2 separate regions of the Sus scrofa genome follow, and region 1 is linked to region 2. A link is a contact called in public HiChIP or PLAC-seq data. All regions are on one chromosome and are shown on one strand. Each heading gives the region's core, a stretch centred on a gene start, on an enhancer-like site or on the middle of the called end of the contact. The rest is flanking DNA. Distances are from core to core; before and after follow the strand shown.

Region 1 (6,781 bases), core at 291-2,790, 120 kb after region 2:
GGCAAAAATTCAACGCCTTCCTTCCAGGGATTCAGTCTGCCTTCCCTCAGCCTGCACTTGATGGAAGGAGACTCTACACTTTTATCTGCTTATATGGACTCCATCCCTCCTTCCCGTGTGATACACCCTCAACTTTCTCATGCTGTCTTGTAAGGTTTCCTTTTGGGGTATACACACTGAAGAGCACAGTACGGGAAGGATGCAAGCTGGCCAGAACGGTGACCTTTAAATTAAGAACAGCAACTATTTGAGCCAAGCTTTACATACAGTATCATATCTAATCCCCACAGGATCTCGATCTCCATTTTAAGGACGAGAGGACAGGTCTGACGGTATAAAGAGAATTTGTGCCTTTCAATCAAGATAACCCGGTTGGTGGCAGAATTGGGATTCAAACCCACCTACTTCTAAGGCTGCCTCTAGTAAATAACTACAAATACCAGTATCCCTTGCAGCGCCCCAATGCGCAAACGCACTCCCCCCCAAGACCTCCATGGCTCCACGCCCCCGCCTCCCAGTCCTAAAAGGTTGGATCGAACATCCAATCAGATGTCGCCGCTCCCTGTTTCCGACCAATGGGAAGGCTGTTGCTAACATACTGGTTATATTTTTAGCGCTTCAGCACCAGGGAGCGGCGAGCCAGATCTCGCTGGGTTGCGACTCGCGAGGAGAGGAGAGGGGAAGGGAGGAGAGGGAGGTGGGGGAGGAGGAAAAAAAGGGGAGGGATGGAGTCGGGCAAGGCGGTGGGGGCGTGTAAGTGACGCTCTGCCACTTGCTGACGCACAAGCAAGTAGTCCCTGGAGGTGCCCCAGGGGATAAAGCGCTCGGGGTGTGGGGGATGGGGACGCTCCGGCCCAGGCTCCCTCCCCCTTCTTGTCCCCTTGGAGTTTGCCCTCCAGTCCAGCGTTTCTCCGCTGCAGTCAGGAGAAGCGCATTAAACCCCTACGCTACCATTGCCGCCTGTCCTTGCCAAAAAAAGTGATCAAGGAAAAAAAAACTGCAAACCGTGTCTGGAAACTTTTGGATCTCGCCACCCCACGTGGGTTCGGCGACTGCCGTTGGGCCGGAACCATCTAGAATGAGAATAAAGTGTGAGAGAGAGTTAGGGAATGGGCGATTAAAGAAGGGATGGGAATAAGACTTAAGGCGAAAGCTCCCAGTGGCCCTGGGCTTCACCTGGCAGTCTACCGTGCCTGTGACCTCACTCGGCACAGGCCTCCCCACCCCCAACTCCGCGCCCCTCACAGTGACAAAGTAGCCGAGTGACCCCCTTGGCCATAGCAGGGGCAAGGGATGTAAGTGCGAGTCTGAATCAAGGGACCGTCTGGTGCGCAAGCCTGGGGCATCTGGCATAAACAGGCGCCCTAGGATGCCGGCGAAGGCTGTTGCTGAAGGATGAGGCTCCAGTAACCCCTTTTTTGGGGGGGGTTCGACGACTGGGAAGAACCAAAAGGGGCGTCCTCTGACGCCGGAGCTCCGCCTGCAGCAGGCGGAGGACGCGCTCGCGCGTCTGCGCAGAGAGCGCTGGCCGGGTCCCTGCGGTGAGGTTAACCCGCGCCAGAGGCCGCGAGTGGAAGGTTAATGTATCGCTTGGCTCTTTTTCCTGCGCCCCCATCCTCCTCGCCCCTTCTTACTCCCGTTTTGCGTGCCCAAGCCCCGGTTTCTCCCTCGCACTCCCCTCGACGTTAGGCGTCGTCCCCAAATGAGGCACGAGGCTCTTGGAAGATTCGGGACAACTGGAGTTGATAAAGGTCCAAAATCTGTCCAGAACTCCAGTAGTCCCCTGAGCTCCCCACCCGCGAAGAGATTTTACTGGTGTGGTGCGAGTGCTGCGGGAAAAGTCGGACTGTCAGATGCGCCGAGCTGAAGGGATTCGCCGAGGTGGCCTGCGCGATGGTTCGGGAAAGCATACGAACCCTCGGCGCCAGGGCAGGTGCAGGGCTGAAGACACAGCGGGGACGTCCCCTTCTTTTGGACACCCATTCATCCAGCACACCTAAAGTGAGCAGCTGGGTCCCAAACCGGGACCCTACCCTCGCAAGCTTGCTGTCTGCATAGGGAAACACTTTACACGATGAGGACAATTTGAGCAGTTTGGGCATGAAGAAAATAACTACGATGCCGGCGTCGTGATGGGAAGGGGAGGCGGCCCGCGTTACACAGGGCGGTCAGAGGCAGCCTTGCTGATATTTGAGCCAGGATCTGAGTGAGGAGGGTGACCGGCCACCCACGCGTAGGACTAGGGCGGTGGCCAAGGGCCCCCGGGTTCCACGCGGAGCAGGGAGCCGCGCGCCTCCAGGGGTTAAGCTGCCTGCTGGCTGGGAAGTAGTCCCGGCCCAGCGCCCGGCCCCGCCCCTGCAGGGCGGAGGGACGCATCACGCAGGGGTGGGGAAGGCGGATCCGTGCGCAGGGTTGCTAAGGGTGAAACTTTTCATTGACTTTGCTCACTTCGGGCCGGGGCGCGGGAAGGAGCGGGTTCTTGGTGGGGGGGAGCGAGTGGCTTGGGAAACGCGAGGCCAGAAGGGCAAGACCAATTCGCCGGCCACAGCCCAGACCGTACTCCGCCCCGCGACACGAACCACCCTCGAGTCCGCCATCCGCGGTTCGTCGCCGCCGGCCGGCCCGCCCGCCCTCCGTCCCTAGCCGCCGAGCCCGACCTCCAAAAAGCAGAAAGAATTATTGAGAATCATAACCCATAAGCCCCCTCAATCGTCCCCCAACCCTCAACGAAGAAAAAGACACCTTGGCCCCCGGCCGGGCGGCGCCCGGGAGAGAAGGGAGAGTGACCTCCGCCCCGCGCTCAGGACCACCCTGGAGGGAGAAGCCGCCCCGCGGCCGGCACACCGCCCCGCCACCGCGGAGACCCGAGTGAGTGAGTAGGAACCTTGCGGGCGGGGGGGGCCCCAGACCCAATAGGCCGGATGCCTTTCCCCACCCTCGCCCCACTCCAGCTCTTTTTGCTGGACACTCCACGTTGCGGTCGCACCCCCCCTTACACCTGATCAACATTTTCCTTTCTCTTCCCACCTCCCTCTGGAACCCCCCCTTGCCCTGTGCTACTCTTTCCTTTCACGTCGCTCTCATCCTGGGGTATCCCAGAGTCCCTGTCTCCCCCTGTTCCAAGTGCGGCCACCTCCTGGGTGGGGTGCATTCCCTCCCTCCTCCGCCTCCCTCCGTTCTTCATAGCCTAGGGAGTCGCTAGATTTTCCTTGTTCCCCCTGAAAAATAACTCCCACCACTATTAAATAAATCAGAGGAAGGAAGAGGATCCAGGCCTTGTTTTTCTCCTTCTTTTCTCCGGTGCGAGGAATGGGGTGGTAATAATTAATAGGGTTTATTTTTGGCCCTGTGGAGCCTGAGGAATGGAGGGTGAACACCCCCCTTTTGAACCGGTCAGGACTGTCCTCTGGCTGCCCAGCCTGAATTGACCATTTCGTCTTGAGCTTTTTATCCTCGTTAATGTTTTCAAGGAAAACTGGGCAGAAAAAAAAGTACCCTTAAGCAGTATCAACGAGTGGATTCTGGTTGATCCTGGTGAGGTGCCTAGGAGAAAGCTCCCTATTCCTACGCTCCTTCCCCTCTTGTCCAGAAGATGGACTGTGCCCTTGACCAGAAAGGGAGAGGAAGGAGGGAGCACAGAGAGGAGGGGCAGCTGGCAGACCTTTCCCACCCCCTAGAGGAACCAGAACCCCACACAGCGGGCGTCAACTCAGGGGCTAGCCCAACGGGGTTCCAGGCGGCGTCTGCTCAGTATCTTAACCATTTTTTATCTTTCCTACCCACACTACGCTGGGAGTGGGTCCCTCATCTTTGATTTAACAGCAGGAAAACACCCCTATTGCTTTCTTGGGTGCCTGCCCCCATCCCCCTCTTGAGCAGAGGTGGAAAGAAGCTAGTGTGGGAGGAAGGATTAGGGAGGTTTAACACCCAGCAGGGGAGCTTTGCGAGGATCTGGTAAGTCTGGTCATAGAGAAGGCCTTGCAATAGGAGTCTGACAAACAATTTTAAGTATTAGAAGATGTAGTTCAGGTATCAGATGTACAATTTTTCCTTCCCTGCCCGGGAACCTTTTCCCATTACCTTGCCAGGTCTGGTTACTCGGACTTGGATTAGAAGGGGGGTAAGACTTCGGCCCTGCTGGCATCAGGGCCTGATTTTCGGCCCAGTGCCTCCCCGTAGCTTAAAACTGGGAGTTTCTTCGGCTGAGAGGATGGGAGAACTGGGTTTAATTCCTGCCTTTCCTGGCTGTGAGGGTGCAGCAGCCGAGCCTGCTGGGCAGTGAATGAAAAGGCTCTTTTTTCTTTGAATACACCGTCCCTGCAGCAACTCCAAAAGGAGACCACTCAGCCCAAAGAATACAGATGAAGCGGCGGGGTTTGGGGCTGGGGAGGGGGAGGAATGTGAGGCTATCTATCCCAGTTTACCGCCTTCACCCAGGAAAAACTCACTAGAAGCAGATCTTAAATCAGCAGCCATGAAGAAAGAGGAGGAAAGGAAAGTTGAGTTTCTCAAGAAGCCGAGACAGGGATATTGGTGGGGCGATACCGTAAGGGGAGTAGGCCTGATGAGTAGAATTTATATAAAATGTATTAGGAGGTGGGTGGGGGAGGGGCGCCCTCTGCCACAGCGCGCATGTGCATCGGAAACTTTTCCTGGTTCTCCGACCCTCCGCCAGCTCCCCTTACCGGGCATGCGTAGCTCCCGGCTGAGTCTTCGCAAAGTACGCTGGGAAGTGTAGTGTGCCCACAAAGTAGGTCATATGCTTCAACCTGAGTGTTAAGTGTCTGAAGACTGCAATTCCCAGAGCGCAGAGCGCGCCTTTGCCGCCGCCCTCTCCTACGTTGGGGCTCAGTCTGGTCTTCCTGGCTTTAGAGGAACCGAAGTGCCTTGGAGAGGGCCCTTTTTGTAGCAAGAAGCCTTGTAGCCATACTTGGGCTTTCGCAGTCCATGTTTCAGGGAGATGGTGTGAGACTGTGGGCGGGGTGGTGTAGTCAGCACAAATCCTGGAAGCCTTTCAACTTTACCCCGCCCGTCTGAGCCTCCGCCTCCAACGGGCCACCGCCTTGCCTTTGGGACCCGTGTGGTGGGATGAGGCCATTCCCGGTCTCTTGCTCCCCAGAACCGGTCTTGTCAAAATTGAGGACCTTAACTCCTCCCCCCGCTTTTTAGGCCTCACCCTCAGCATTTGGAAGTTGCCAGGCTAGGGGTCAAATCGGCCGGCTTACGCCACGGCGTAATCCTTAACCCACTAATTGAGGCCAGGGATCAAACCTGCAACCTTATGGTTACTAGTTGGATTCGTTTCCGCTGCTCCACATCGGAAACCCCTTGACTCCTTTTTTCCACACTCACTGGTGGTAGTGCTTGATTGTAGGGTAATCGGGTGTTAAAACTTGAGGTGCTTGATTATTTTACAGGTACTCAGACTCTGGGAGCCCAGAGGACTCCCTCACCATTATCCCTCCTTTCTCTATTTTTGTTTCTGTTTTTGTCTTTTTAGGGCCGAACTCCCAGCATAGGGAAGATCCCAGGCTAGGGGTGAATGGGAGCTACAGCTGCCGGCCCAGGCCCCACCTCACAGCAACACCAGATCCTTAACTCACTGAGCGAGGCCAGGGAACGAACCGCATCCTCATGGATACTAGTCCGGTTGGTTACCACTGAGCCATACTGGGAACTCCTCCATTTTTGTTTTTGGCTGCTCTCCCAGTGTGCAGAAGTTCCTGGGCCAGAGGTCAGACCTGTGCCACAGCAGCACAACCAGGTCCTTAACCTGCTGAGAAACACGGGAACTCCTTTTCCCCCTTTAAAACATAACATTCTCATGTTAAAGACTTTCCTTCCTATTTTTCTCAGAAGTTACCTGGAATCTCCATTACCATGTCATTGACATGCAGCACCTTCCAGCTTCTTTCTTCCTCTCTTTTTGACAGTCTCTTAAGCACTTACTCTCCAACACACAGGTCAACACAAGAATCTGAATCCAGGATTAACTTTGTTGCTGGAAATAAAACAAGTAAAGGAGGATAAGATTCTAAATAAAAGCAGATAAAGGAGTTTCCATTGTGGCTCTGCAGAAACAAACCTAAGTAATATCCATGAGCATGCAGGTTTGATCCCTGGCTTCGCTCAGTGGGTTAAGGATCCTGTGTTGCTGTGAACTATGGTGTAGGTCACAGACGCAGCTCAGCTGTGGCTGTGGCTGCAGGTCTGATTTGACCCCTAGCCTGGGAACTTCCATATGTCGCAGGTGCAGCAGCCCTGAGAAGCCCCTCCCCGCCCCCAAAAAAAGGTAGATATAATTTTATTCTCATTTGCAACTTTTTAATATGTTTACATATATTTAACATAATAATACCTTGACAACATTCTGCTGTTGTTGAGCACTTAGCCTTTTGTTCTGTTTTATTTTTTCCTTTTTCTTTTTGCCAACTTCCTGGCCTTTTGTGCCTGGGTCGGGGCTGGAAAAGGTCTTAGAATCCTCTCCTGTGTCCTAACTCAAATCTGCTTGTTCCTTGGAGTTCCCATCGTGGTTCAGTGGAAACAAATACGACTAGTATCCATGAGGACACAGGTTTGATACCTGGCCTCGCTCAGTGGGTTAAGGACCCAGCGTTGCCATGACCTGTGGTGTCGGTCCCAGACTCGGCTTGGATCTGGTGTTGCTGTAGCTGGTGGCTACAGCTCCAATTCAACCCCTTGCCTGGGAACCTTCATATGCCACAGGTGCAGCCCTAAAAAGACAAAAAAAAAAACCCTACTTTTTCTTTTTATTGAAGCT
Region 2 (6,208 bases), core at 2,080-4,579:
AAAGGATACCTGATCCTTATCAGCAATGCTGCCCTTGACCCCTTGCTATAAAACTCCTCACAAATCCTCTCAGGTTGGGACACACCGATTTTGAAGGCATGAACCTGCTGTGCCTGCTTTGCCTGGCAAAGCAATAAAGCTCTTCTTTCCTACTTCACCCAAAAGCCTGTCTCCAAGATCCAGTTTTGCATCAGTGCATGAAGGCTGGGTTTCAACAACATGAGTCACACAAAAACAGATATCTCGAGTTAATTATTTTAGTGCTTTTCTGTATATGGGAAGATGCAAGAGTCTGGGCTCATTGAAATTGTTCCTTAAAAATGCATCTTAGGAGTTCCTGTTGTGGCGCTGCAAAACGAATCCGTCTAGGAACCCTGAGGTTGCAGGTTCAATCCCTGGCCTTGCTCGTGGGCTATGGATCCCATATTGTTGTAAGCTGTGGTGTAGGTCACAGACGCAGCTTGGATCCTGCGTTGCTGTGGCTGTGGTACAGGTTGGCAGCTGTAGCTCTGATTCAACCCCTAGCCTGGGAACCTCCATATGCCGCCAATGCGGCCCTGAAAAGCAAAAAACAAACAAACAAACAAAAACTCTGCCAATCTCCAATGCATAGAATATTTCCTGTTTTTCTCTATCCTGAATTTCCCTCAGGGCCCACCATGGGGGTGGGCTGCAGGGGTAGATGGTGCCATTCTTCTAGAACTGGAATGCCAGGCAACATTCACGTTCCACAATGATCTCATAGTCTTACTAGATAGGGATTCAATCTTTTATATAAATGAAGATGCAAAGGAAGGCAACCTGTCCAAGTCCGTAGTTATCAGGGACATAACTGTCCTCCATTCTGCCTCCAGTGATCTCCCAGGGTACCATGGCAACTGAGATGGAAAAACAAACAAGCCAACCAAAAAGCATGATGCACAACATTGCCACTCACTCATAGGTACGTGGATGTATGTGTCTCTGTAGGATCAGAACGGCCAGAGTTGATCAGAGGCATCAGGGTAAGGATGGTGGATGTGGCAAAAATGCCTGCTTACCCAGGCACACTGGCAAACTGGAGGGCAACCCCTGGGAGTAGAGAGGGAAGTAGAGGTGGGCCTTTGTCTCTGGCTTCTGGTAGAAGAAACAGACAATCTTTGAGGGGAGAAAGCTATAGCAAATGCAGCATAATACCAACATCCAGGGAGAGCCTGCTATTTTTTCCATTAGAAAAGTAGGATTGGAGTTCCCATCATGGCGCAGTGGTTAATGAATCCAACTAGGAACCATGAGGTTGCGGGTTCAATTCCTGGCCTTGCTCAGTGGGTCGAGGATCCGGTGTTGCCATGAGCTGTGGTGTAGGTCGCAGACGCGGCTCGGATCCTGCGTTGCTGTGGCTGTGGTGCAGGTTGGCAGCTGTAGTTCCGATTCAACCCCTAGCCTGGGAACCTCCTTATGCCGTGGGAGCAGCCCTAGAAGAGGCAAAAAAAAAAAAAAAAAGAAAGAAAGAAAGAAAAGAAAAAAAAAGAAAAGTAGGATTATGATCTTTTTTTTTTTAAGTAAAAAAATTTTTTTGTTGTTGTTGCTTTTTAGGGACACTCCAGGATTATGCTTTTTCCATGTTAAATATTCTACAACATAGGTGTTTTTTTTTTTGCTTTCCTTTTTTCTGCTTTTTAGAGCCGCACCTGTGGCATATGGAAATTCCCAGGTCAGGGGTCAAATTGGAGCTGTAGCCGCTGGCCTATGCCACAGCCACAGCAATGCCAGATCCTAGCCAAATCTGTGAACTACACCAAAGTTCGTGGCAATGCTGGATCCTTAACCCACTGAACAAGGCCAGGAATTGAACCTGTGTCTTCATGGATACTAGTTGGGTTTGTTACCTATGAGCCGCAACGGGAACTCCTAACAACACAGATTTCCAAGTCCTCACAGCAATTCATCTTACTGATGGATCATAATTTAACTGATCCCCAATTTTTTTTCTTTTTTTCTTTTTCTTTTTTTTTTTGGCCTTGCATGCTGAAGCTCCCAGGCCAGTGACCAGAGCCACAGCAGTGACAACACCGAATCCTTAACCTACTGAGCCACCAGGGGACTCCATCCTTTTCTTATTTTCTAAAAGCTGAATTGCTGGCTCAAAGGGTCTGCACATTTTTTGTTTGTTTGTTTGTTTTTTAGGGCCGCACCCACTGGCATATGGAGGTTCCCAGGCTAGGGGTCAAATCAGAGCTACAGCTGCTGACCTAGACCACAGCCACAGCTCCGCGGGATATGAGCTGCATCTGCGACCTATGCCACAGCTCAAGGCAATGCCGGATCCTTAACCCAGTGAGCGAGGTCAGCGGTCAAACCTGAGTCCTCACGGATACTAGTCGGGTTTGTTAACCTCTGAACCACGACAGGAACTCCAGGGTCTGCACATTTTTAAGAGTGGACATGCAATAGCTGTTTAATCAGTAACAGTATCAAGCACATTTATACACATTCTTTGGAGAGGGCCTGCTCTGTGGGATCTTTTCTTTCTTTTCTTTTTCTTTTTTTTCTTTTTAGCACCACATCTGTGGCAAATGGAAGTTCCTAGACTGGGGATTGAATAGGAGCTGCAACTGCCGGACTAGGCCACAGCCACAGCAACTTGGGATCCAAGTCGCCTCTGCGACCTACACCACAGCTCATGGCAACCGCCAGATCCTTAATCCATGGAGCGAGGCCAAGGGTGGAACCCGCCTGCTTTTGGATACTGGTCTCTTTGAAACCAGCTGAGCCACAATGGGAACTTCTATTACTTCTTTTGAAGTGCAAAGCAACCCTACAAAGTAGGTGGTGTTTTTCCCATTTTACAGAGGGAAACAGGTAAAGAAGTCTTAGAGAGGTGAAGGGACTTGTCCAAACTCACGTGGTTGGTGAAGCTGGGAAGACTATTTAGAACTGACTCCAAAGTCAAGGTGATGGTTAAATAGTTGTGAATAGAGAGGAGTCCAGGTAAACCATTAGCTGTGCTTTATGGAGTGGACAGAATGACAGCAGGAGTAAGGGTCGGAGAAGGTCATCTGGCAAACCCCAGAGGCTGAGCAAAGGCCATCAGCGGATTTCTTTAAGCTCATGATTTGTAGGTCAAAGGCATTAGTGACCGGGCGAGTCCTAGATTGACTGGCAGCGGGGAGAGTTGTGGGAGGGTGGCCCCCCCCTACACACACACACTCCCCCGGATCTCCCCACTCCCACCCCGGACTCTGCACTGCCGCTCGAGGCTCCGCCCTAGTCCAGCCCCTCCTCGGCCAGTTGCAATCAGAATCACCCCGCCAAGGGCCAGCCCTGGCCCCGCCCCTCCCTTCCGGGTTCTTTCCCTCACTTCCCGCCGGACCCAAGTCAGACCCGGGCCCAGGCCCAGCCTCCATCTGGTTTGCAAAAATCCGAAGGACCCTGCCGGGCTTTGCTCCGCCCTATGCTACGCCCCTTCTCCGCCTGGTACCATCAGAATTAACCTCCCGAGTGAGCTCAGGCCCCACCCCTGCCCGGTACCCCGGGAGAACGTGCCCTGGCCCCTCCCCCTCTTCTCTGGGCGCCGTCCGGATGGCCCCGCCCCTCCCAGGCCCCGCCCTGTCTAGCGTCTTCCCCACGCGGCTCCGGCGGCCGCATCCTTCGACTCAGCTCCGTGAGCTGAGCTGCAACCATGGCGGTCACCGCTGAGGGCGCCCGTAGGAAGGAGCGCGTCCTCTGCCTGTTTGACGTGGACGGTACCCTCACGCCGGCTCGCCAGGTAGGGCCTCGACGTTCAGAAGCTCCTGTTGGGAGTGTCACGCGGACACCTGGAGGCCGAATGTGTGGCCTCCAGCAGCGTGACCCCAGATCCCCCGGGACTGTGTGTGAGATGCCGGAACACACCCGGCCCCTGACACCCCAGGGCCGCCCTCTGGGAGTGATGGGAACCCGGTTCCCCACGTCACAGGCCCCGAGCGTCCGTGCCCTCGTTCTGCCTGAGAGCGAGGGGGGGTGGGTCGGATTCTGGAGGGAGGAAGTGAGCGGGGACCTGGTCCCTCCGCCGCCAGGCCTGGCTCCACGCTCCCACCTCCCCAGCAGTGACTCCCACCCCAGTTCCAGCCCAAAGAGGCACCAGTAGCCCGATGCTGGCTTCTGAACCTAGGGTTCCATACAGGGGCTCAGTGCTCCCAAGCGTTGGAGTCCCAATCGGGCGGGGGCCGGGGGTGGGGGAGTGTCTCCGAGCCAGCCCACCGACCTTTGCAGACTTGGGCCGCGTCTGGTTTCTCAAGCCCCTCCTCTACTTTCCCTCCCTCCCAGGCCCATCCCCCTCCTCTTGGAGGGAAGGAGGGCTTCTGTACCATTTAGGCAGAGTTTTGGGGCTTCGCCCACTTGGAGGGAGGGGCTCGTCTGGTCACCATGGGAATCTTGTGGTACCGGGTGGGCGGGAGTGCAGTTTCCCTTCTAAAAGCATCTCACCAGGTTGATGCTCCAACCTCTGCTCCACACTCAGTTTTTCTCCCTTCGGGTCTCACCCAGGATGAGCCCCCAGACCCGCCCTCACCAGGTGGGTTCATGGATGAGCAGGCTCTTTCTTGCCCTCCAATCTGGGTCCATCAGGACCTCCTGAGGAGTCTCCTAGAGCAGGGAGCCAGTAGAGGTGGGTTGCCTGGCAGAGGCTGATGGGCAGCCAGGTCTTAGTCTCCCCTCCCCTTTGTGAGGGCCCTGGGCCAGCAAGAGGAATCAGGCCACCTCACCTTCCAGCAGCTCCCTGAGTCCTCAGGGATGCAAGGAAGAAGACAGTGGAGCGAGGGTAGCAGGGCTGAGGAACAGTGTCCACCCCTCCCTCTGACCCTTAGCTCCACTAACCTGACAGCCTGAACAAGAACAGTGGCACTGCTGGATCTGGCCTTAGCACTTTTTAAAAGTTAATTTTTAATTGTACACGTACTCGTGAACACGTTCTCTTGTAAAGAATGAAAACAGAACAGAGAAGGCTGAAGTCCCCTGATTAGTCAGGATCCCAAGCCCAGCCTCATCCCCAAAGTTGTGAGGTTTTCAAAGTGCGTTTGATTGTTTTTAATAAGTGGTATCATACTGTGTGTGTCTTTCTGCAGCTTGCTTTTGACAATAAACAGCGTGTCTTGGGGCTCTTCCGTGTTGGAAGCACAGTCCTGCCTTATTCTGTTGTGGCTGCAGTATAGAATTTCAGTGCAAGTGTGTGCCATTCTCTAACTGACTAGCTTATTTGTCTGCAGTTTTCTTCCTGTTATAAACCCTACCCAGTGAACATCCATAATGCACCTGCACAATTCCATAGACGGGGTACTTGCATTTTAAGTTTTAATAGATCCTGCCAAATTACCCTCCAAAGTAGCTGTACCAGTTTACCATCTCACCAGCAACTTGAGAGTGTTTGTGCTCTGTCCGCTCTAGATGTTGTCAGCTTTGAATAACTGAATGTTTGGAAACACGGCTTACAACTCATTAGTTTACACATTTCCTTGACAGGGAATCTTTTCAAGTGATGAGTCACTAGTCAATTGCTTATTCATTTCCAAACACCACCTCATTTAAGCCTTCACAGTGACCACCTCCAGGCAGTTGCTACTATGATCCCCATTTTAGAGGTGGGACAACTAAGGCAAAAAAAAGGCAAAGCCGGAGTTTCCATCGTGGCTCAGCGGAAACGAATCTGACTGGTATCCATGAGGATGTAGGTTCGATCCCTGGCCTCACTCAGTGGGTTAAGGATCCGGTGTTGCCGAGAGCTGTGGTGTAGGTCACAGAGGCAACTTGGATCTGGTGTTGCTGTGGCTGCGGTGTAGTCTGGCAGCTGCAGCTCCCCAGTTAGACCCCTAGCCTGGGAACTGCCATATGCTATGGGTGCAGCCCTAAAAAGACAGACAGACAGACAGGAAGAAAGGCAAAGCCATTTGCTTAAGACATCCTGCTCCTAAAGGACTTGAGCCTGCTTTTGAACCCAAGTGCATCTAGTTTTGAGATCTGGGTTCTAAACCTTGAACTGCCTCAGATGTAGGTGGAATGTGGGCTCCCAGGATTCTGAACCCTGAGTGAGATCTAAGTGGAGGGCCCAGACAGGCTGACAGTCAGAATCTCGTGCTTTCCTGTCCCCCTGCAGAAAATTGACCCTGAGGTGGCTGCCTTCCTGCAGAAGCTGCGCAGTAGGGTGCAGATCGGCGTGGTGGGCGGCTCCGACTACTCTAAGATTGCCGAGCAG

The links. HiChIP or PLAC-seq counts read pairs in DNA pulled down with a chosen protein or histone mark.
Region 1: a contact with region 2 is called in an H3K27ac HiChIP or PLAC-seq map of skeletal muscle. The contact joins the promoter of TOB2 here to the promoter of PMM1 in region 2. A contact is called at or near these places in 4 of 5 promoter capture datasets (fetal liver, fetal skeletal muscle, liver and 1 more), 11 of 47 Hi-C or Micro-C datasets (alveolar macrophages, embryonic fibroblasts, fetal heart ventricle and 6 more) and 2 of 2 datasets of contacts at active chromatin or transcription factors (alveolar macrophages and skeletal muscle).

Annotation. Positions count from the first base shown.
Region 1 is chr5:7,084,857-7,091,637 of Sscrofa11.1, forward strand. It overlaps TOB2 (protein Tob2), which reads left to right and starts at 1,541. Exons shown (of 2, transcript XM_021091455.1): 1 at 1,541-2,872. It overlaps LOC110260629 (a long non-coding RNA gene), which reads right to left. Exons shown (of 7, transcript XR_002343880.1): 5 at 5,864-6,001; 6 at 4,686-4,971; 7 at 1-1,073.
Region 2 is chr5:6,961,670-6,967,877 of Sscrofa11.1, forward strand. PMM1 (phosphomannomutase 1) reads left to right here and starts at 3,330. Exons shown (of 8, transcript NM_001184895.1): 1 at 3,330-3,748; 2 at 6,110-6,208. The coding sequence starts at 3,662.